2 separate regions of the Mus musculus genome follow, and region 2 is linked to region 1. Evidence: chromatin contacts called from public Hi-C data. All regions are on one chromosome and are shown on one strand. Each heading gives the region's core, a stretch centred on a gene start, on an enhancer-like site or on the middle of the called end of the contact. The rest is flanking DNA. Distances are from core to core; before and after follow the strand shown. Region 1 has its middle 59 kb from the start of Gm31330. Region 2 has its middle 170 kb from the start of Gm31330.

Region 1 (3,497 bases), core at 214-2,713:
CAGTCTGCAAAGTGCTTTTAATATGAGCACGAAGACCAGAGCACAGGCCCCAGTACCCCAGTAAGGAAGCCTGCTGTGCTGTTCCTGTGCTCCTCACCCGATTGGTGAGGAGGCAGAGACAGATTCCCAGGACTCACTGGCCTGCCAATCTAGCCTTATCAAGGAACCTCAGGTGTCATGGAGACACTAAAAACACAACATACAGAGCTCCTTAGATGAACAATTGGGGCTCACTGTGACCTCATCCATAGGACTCCCCCACCCCCCCACACACTGTGAGCTTAGTTTCTTTATTTGCTTAATTGTGGAAGAAAGAGACTGAATGTTTAGCATTTGTGAATGCTCTTGAAACTGTCTTTCTCAAAGATCCCATAGCTACCAGAGGATTTAGTTGCATAGTAAAAAATTATCCTGCCTGCCTGCCTGCCTGCCTGCCTGCCTGTCTGTCTGTCTCTGTCTCTCTGTCTGTCTGTTTCTGTCTGTCTCTGCCTCTCTCTCTCTCTCTCTCTCTCTCTCTCTCTCTCTCTCTCTCTCTCTCAGGGGAGGGTCTCTCTATGCAGCCCTGCCTATCCTGGTTGAGTAGACCAGAATAGCCTCAAAAGCATAAAGAACTGCCTGCCTCTTTCTCCCACGTGTGGGGATTAAAAACATGTGCCACCCATGCCCCACTCTCCTGTTTCTTTGTGTTTTTATTCACGTTGAGAGAAAGAAGCTGAAAAGTTTTAAAACAGAAAGTTTTCATTTGTAAGGACTACCTGCCAATACTACAATGACCTATGAAGTAAGCTTAAATTACAAAGCTTTTGTCTCACAGCAATGGTAGGATAGTTACTTCATGATTCTGATCTGAGGGAGTCTTTATACCTATCCTATGCTCCAATCGGGGTTGAATTAATGACTTTCTTATTCTCTTGTTTTGATAATTGGTAAAATTAACAGTGTATGGACAAGTAGCCTGGGAGATAAACTTGCTCTGTAGGAACACAAAGAGGCTTTTGTTTTATTATTACTGGTCTGAAATAAAATCAGTGACTAATGTGTGATATAAATCTGACTACCAATAATATTTAGCATTCAGATTAAATCATACCTTCATTTTATTCCCTTTTTAAGAATATAAATCATACCTTCATTCTCCCTAGCTTTAGAAAAGACTTGGGTTCTCTTAAAGGGTGGGCCTGTCTGTACCCCATTCCTGGAGATGAGGCTAATCATAAAAGTATATTTGACAATGTAACACTTTTCCTTAGAGCTGAATTTATTGAGAAGATGAACATCTTCCTATTTTCCCCATGGAACCTCTGAACAAGCACAAATACTTCTGCAGCCCATAATTGCTAGTTTGTAACATTTAAAAAATGTGCATGACTTTTTGTGGATTTCAAGCTATGAACCCTGCTCCCACTCCACAATGAATTCCCCTTTGCCCTCCAGACCTGGCAGTCTTAAAAATACAACATAAATCCTCATGCACTGTAATTATTGTGGTCAATTATGCTAAACCAAGCACATAGCTTTTCCTTAAACATGTTCATGAGGGAAAGGCTCCCTTCGTGACTCATTTTTAGAGCTGGACTAGAAGCTTGGGTCATGTGAGAGTATTATTCACTTGTCTTCATCTTCCATATTTGAGATTGTTACTTCACAAACAGCAGAAACTAGGCTATCTCTTGGTTTCCTGAACTGGAATGAGATGAAGGACTACAGAGAGGGTGGGTATTTGTTCTGTCTTCATAATGAGCAGTGGTTCTTGACCAGATACCTTCCAAAGTAAATTTCATTTGCTCTTGCTGTGGGTTGCTTTATTAACATTTAACTAAATAACATCAAACACACCTATCATAATAAATAAAAATGTAATGACGTTTTAGTAAATTATACAGTAAGGTAAGCACTACCGCATTCCAGTATTCTCTATTTTCTCTATTCCTCTGGGCATTCTCATTCCAGTTTCTGATGATTTTTCACCCTGTTCTTATTCTCAGTACAGTGATGTGTGTTTTTTTCTTAGATTTGCTTTGTTTGCTTTATAAAAATGACTATCTATCTATCTATCTATCTATCTATCTATCTATCTATCTATCTATCCATCTATCTATCTAATCATTTCTCTTCTGTCTGTTTGTCTGTCTATTAATCTGCTCTAAATTTTATTTTCTTTCACTTACTTTTTGTTAAATTTCTTGTTAACATAAACATTTCTTCCTTGGGGCATCTGATTTCATCAGGTAGAATGATAATTTAAAATTTCTCAGGCTTTTTAATGCTAAATAAGTATATATACTGACCTTAAATTATTTTTGCCAAATTGCCTGGTAAAATGTAAGGCAGAAGGTAGTATTTTTCAACAACAGCAGTATTCTCTTCCCTCCAAACATGCTCATGTCCTAATATCTGGAAACTAAAAATAGGCTAGGCTATATGGAAGGCTGTGACACTGGTCACCCATTGTTTCAATAAAATTTACAAGCTCTCTTTTTTTTTAATTAGGTATTTTCCTCGTTTACATTTTCAATGCTATCCCAAAGGTCCCCCATACCAACCCCCCCAATCCCCTACCCACCCACTCTCCCTTTTTGGCCCTGGCGTTCCCCTGTACTGGGGTATATAAAGTTTGCAAGTCCAATGGGCCTCTCTTTGCAGTGATGGCCAACTAGGCCATCTTTTGATACATATGCAGCTAAAGACAAGAGCTCCTGGGTACTGGTTAGTTCATATTGTTGTTCCACCTATAGGGTTGCAGTTCCCTTTAGCTCCTTGGGTAATTTCTCTAGCTCCTCCATTAGGGGCCGTGTGACCTATCCAATAGCTGACTGTGATCATCCACTTCTGTGTTTGCTAGGCCCCGGCATAGTCTCACAAGAGAGAGCTATATCTGGGTCCTTTCAGCGAAATCTTGCTAGTGTATGCAATGCAAGCTCTCAAAAGTACCAAAGAGAGGCCCCAGAAGCTGCGAGAGCATTGCAGTGGGAGAACTCCAATGGCCATTGCTGGCTTTGAAAATAGAAGGAAAGGGATGAGAGCCGAGGAATTATAGGTGGTCTCTAAAAACTGAAAATGGCCAAAAACCCAGATTGTTTTTTTTTCTGGACATTCCATAAGGAAAAACACACCTGCACACACATTGCTATTTTGGCCCCATCAGAATGTGTTGAACATAGAGAACTATGGGATGGTAACAGTATATTGCTGAGCCTATTAGCTCATAGGAGTGGTTCTTAACATTTCAAACACTGTGACCCTTTAATACAGTTCCACAGGTTGTGATGACCACCTCACCATCAAAATCATTTCCCTTGCTACTTCAGAAGTATAATTTTGCTACTGTTATGGACTGTAATGTAAATGTCTGCATTTTCTGGTGATCTTATGCAACCTCTGTGAAAGGGCCGTTTCAACTCCCCACAGGTTGAGAACTACTGACAGGGAGCTAGTGATGGCAGCATTAGGAAAGTAATGCTACCTTGTCGTTTCTTTTCTGCATGCTCAGGTTGCAC
Region 2 (3,306 bases), core at 693-3,192, 110 kb after region 1:
TAACCATTACTTTACTCTATGATCAACTAACTCAGAGGTTCTCTGCCTGTGGATCAGGATCCCTTTAGAGATTGGACAGTTCTTTCTTAGGGGTGTTCTACAGACCATTGGAAAACATGGGTATTTACATTAGGATTCATATGAGTAGCACAATTATAGTTGTGAAAGTAGCTATGAAAATAATTTTATGGTTGGTGGTCACTAAAGCATGAAGAACTGTATTAAAGGGGCATAGCCTTGGGAAGATTTAGAACCAGTTATCTAACAAGTCTGATGACCCTTCCCCTTCTTTCCAACACATACCATGTTTGATGTCCCAGTATGGCCCTTTCTATACCCTCTTCATCACTTTTGTATTAATCCATTTCTTATTACTGTAACAAAATATTTGAGACAAGGTACCTTTATAAAGAAAATAGATTTACCTACTCTATTAATTGGTTTTCTTATTTTCTGAGGGAAAGGAGTATAAGTCTTTCCTATCAAAGCTATGTCAGCAGGATGCAATGTCACATTTCACCTGGAATCAGGAAGCAGAGTGGGATGGATGCCAATTCTCAGTCTAATCTAGATAACCCCTCAGAGGGATGCTAATAAGTGACTTCTTTGGGAATTCTCAGTCATTCTGAGTTGACAATCAGTATTAGCCATCACGGTTGCCTCGCTTGTTGTTTTAGAGACAGCAAGCTCAGGAACAGCACTGGCTCTTAGAAGATCCTCATGGGGAGAGGATGGTGAGAGTCACATGCAGGAGAGACAAATGACATCTCAATATACAATCTCCTCTTAGGACATAGTCTCACTAACCTCAGAATCTCCCACCAGGATAATGGTCCATATGAACTCTATGTCACCAAACCAGGAGTCATGCTCTAGACATGAAATTTTAGGGAATGTGTTTAAATAATATCATCACAACTATGTGTGAGTCCCCCAATGTGTGTTATATACCTCTGTGGTGGCTAACATGTATCCCACAGTATTCCTATGAACTTCACGAGATCTCTCTCTCTCTCTCATCACTTCTGCTTCATCACCTGTGTCTACCATAGAGACAGATTCTGGATGTATCTGTGTATCAGGTGCTTAGGATATACCATTGAAAGAATAAGTAAGGTGACATTCGAAATCAACTCTGTATAGCTCAGACATGGATTTATCCACATCAGGAATGGATGCTGAGTTCCCTTGGCCAGTTTCTACACACAGATGTCTAAGCTCTTTTGTATTATATCCAGTAAAGCCATATTAAAATTAGTTGAATAGCACATCAAAATTACTTCTATCTTTACCTTTGTAGTAGGTATAGTACATTGGTCCTCAGTAAGACCTTACTGATGGAAGAAAAGCTAATCTTGAAATAGGGTCAGTTCCAGAAGATACTCTATCCCACTAAGGTTGTAATTCTTTGACAGATCAGTCCTTTGGTAACTACTGATAGTCGTCATGTGGAAAGGCTAGTTCCCTGTAAGTTTCCTATCTCCCCCTTTGTTCTCAGCTCATCAAAGTCATGAAGATTTTTTATTTTTCTATTTTTTTTTTTATTTCAAGTTCTCAGTGAGGTGGACTGTGCTGTCTGGGTCAGGCACCATGTTTTGTTTTTTTGTTTTTTTGTTTTTTTTTTATTATGTACAACTCTGAAAGTGTACAGAAATTCAGAGCTTTCCAGTTGAGAAATGAACACTTTCCACATCCAAAAGGGAGCCACAGACATTCCTCATTTCACTTATAAAACACAGCACCCATGGCTGACCACAAAGCAGAAGATTTAGCACCCGTCTCTTCTGGGCCTTTGAGACTTTTTTCCCCTCTCCTCCAGTCCCTTTTTGTGCCTCATGGTTTTGTGTTAACCTCAGAGCTGCAGACATGTCATTGAGAATAGATTTATATATATGGGCTAAGAGCAAGAATGTTGAAATCATTTCTTTCTCAAGCCTCAGAGATAGATGACAGGTCAAGACACTTTACCTCATAGCCAAACATACTGAGGCACCGAGCAACATACCAGTGATTTGAATTGTGTGTGCCAAAAGTGCTTGTTCAGCACTAATGAGAAATAGGAGAACAGGATCAGTTTAATCTCATATTATTAAATTAAAAGAGAGAACAATGCCAAGGTTATGACATGAATTGACATGACAAAAAACAATCAGAGTTTTTCTGGTGTCTAACCCACTGTTTTCAGGCTTTGTGGAATGAGTTGTGAATGAAGTATTTGCCTTTAGCTTGGAATTTCCTGGCATTCTTCAGCTTGTGACACAGACTTGATGTGATTAAACAAAAGCTTTTCCCAAAATTTAAGGTTTTTTTTTTCTTTCTTTCTTTCTTTCTTTCTTTCTTTCTTTCTTGTTTAAAGCTGAACCTAATACTCTGTAACTCATTTTTAAATGAGAGCAGATGCTTGAGCTCCAGGAGCTGACGGCCAGATTTTGAGAAATAAATGAAGGGTAGGGTGTTCTGGTAGAGGGAAAGAGAACAGCCATCTATGCTTGTCCTTTAGCACTAACCCTGTCTCTCCCCCAAACTCCCCCAGGGTTTGGCAGCAGCAGAGCCCTCATCTTCCACAGAATAAAGCTGAGAGGAGGGTGGTTTCCCTTGGGATGCATTTTGCTTGGATCACCAGAACCATTTCCAGAGGAAGCACAGCCTAAGATCCAAGCTCACTCAGTCAGCCACAGCAAACACTTGTCCAACAAAACAGAGTGTGCTTGTGTAACAGGTTAATGGTGAACATGACAGCCATCATGGCTGCTCTCTCTGTTTCTTTCTGATTTTGACCTCCTGTGATGCTGAAAGGAAGCATCTTTTAGAAGGAGCCATCCAGAGTTAGGGCACAGTGGGGATGTTGAAAGTAGGACTAAGCTTTTCCAAAAACCAACAAACTTTCTATCAATAAAATCCACAATTTCTCTGCACATATGTAGGAGAGGACTGACTGCCTTATTTGACACCAGTGTGAGGGGATGTGCCCAATTCTGTAGAAACTCAATGACCCAGAGAGGGAGGATGGAGGGCACCCTTTCAGAGGCAAAGGGGGTGGGAGATGGGGTGAAGAACTCTGGAAGGGGAATCCAAGAAGGGGAAACATTTGAGATGCAAATAAAAATAATAATTAACAAACCTGTAATTTCTTGTGCACATATTTTTTTTGTTGAAATTTATACTAATTTATCTATCTGATGAGGATCATTGGACCTATTATTTGAAAGCAAATACTGTTCACACCTTGGCATATGCTTAAATAGTATGTGTGTATGTGTATGCATACACACACACATATATATGTCTATATATGTACATATAGGC

The links. A called contact is a pair of places that touch in the nucleus more often than the background predicts.
Region 2: a contact with region 1 is called in a Hi-C map of the 3T3-L1 cell line, with 6 times the contacts expected there. The contact joins two enhancer-like sites. A contact is called at or near these places in 1 of 39 promoter capture datasets (the 3T3-L1 cell line), 1 of 15 datasets of contacts at CTCF or cohesin (the NIH/3T3 cell line), 5 of 484 Hi-C or Micro-C datasets (the 3T3-L1 cell line, the C2C12 cell line, adipose-derived mesenchymal stem cells and 2 more) and 1 of 115 datasets of contacts at active chromatin or transcription factors (pancreatic cancer cells).

What each region holds. Positions count from the first base shown.
Region 1 is chr10:37,494,143-37,497,639 of GRCm38.p6, forward strand. No RefSeq gene overlaps it. Among named protein-coding and RNA genes, the nearest start is that of Gm31330, 59 kb to the left of the region's middle. Within about 2 kb of position 1,464, at least 21 of the 459 cell types and tissues checked have an H3K27ac peak or open chromatin away from gene starts, as enhancers often do.
Region 2 is chr10:37,601,174-37,604,479 of GRCm38.p6, forward strand. No RefSeq gene overlaps it. Among named protein-coding and RNA genes, the nearest start is that of Gm31330, 170 kb to the left of the region's middle. Within about 2 kb of position 1,943, at least 41 of the 459 cell types and tissues checked have an H3K27ac peak or open chromatin away from gene starts, as enhancers often do.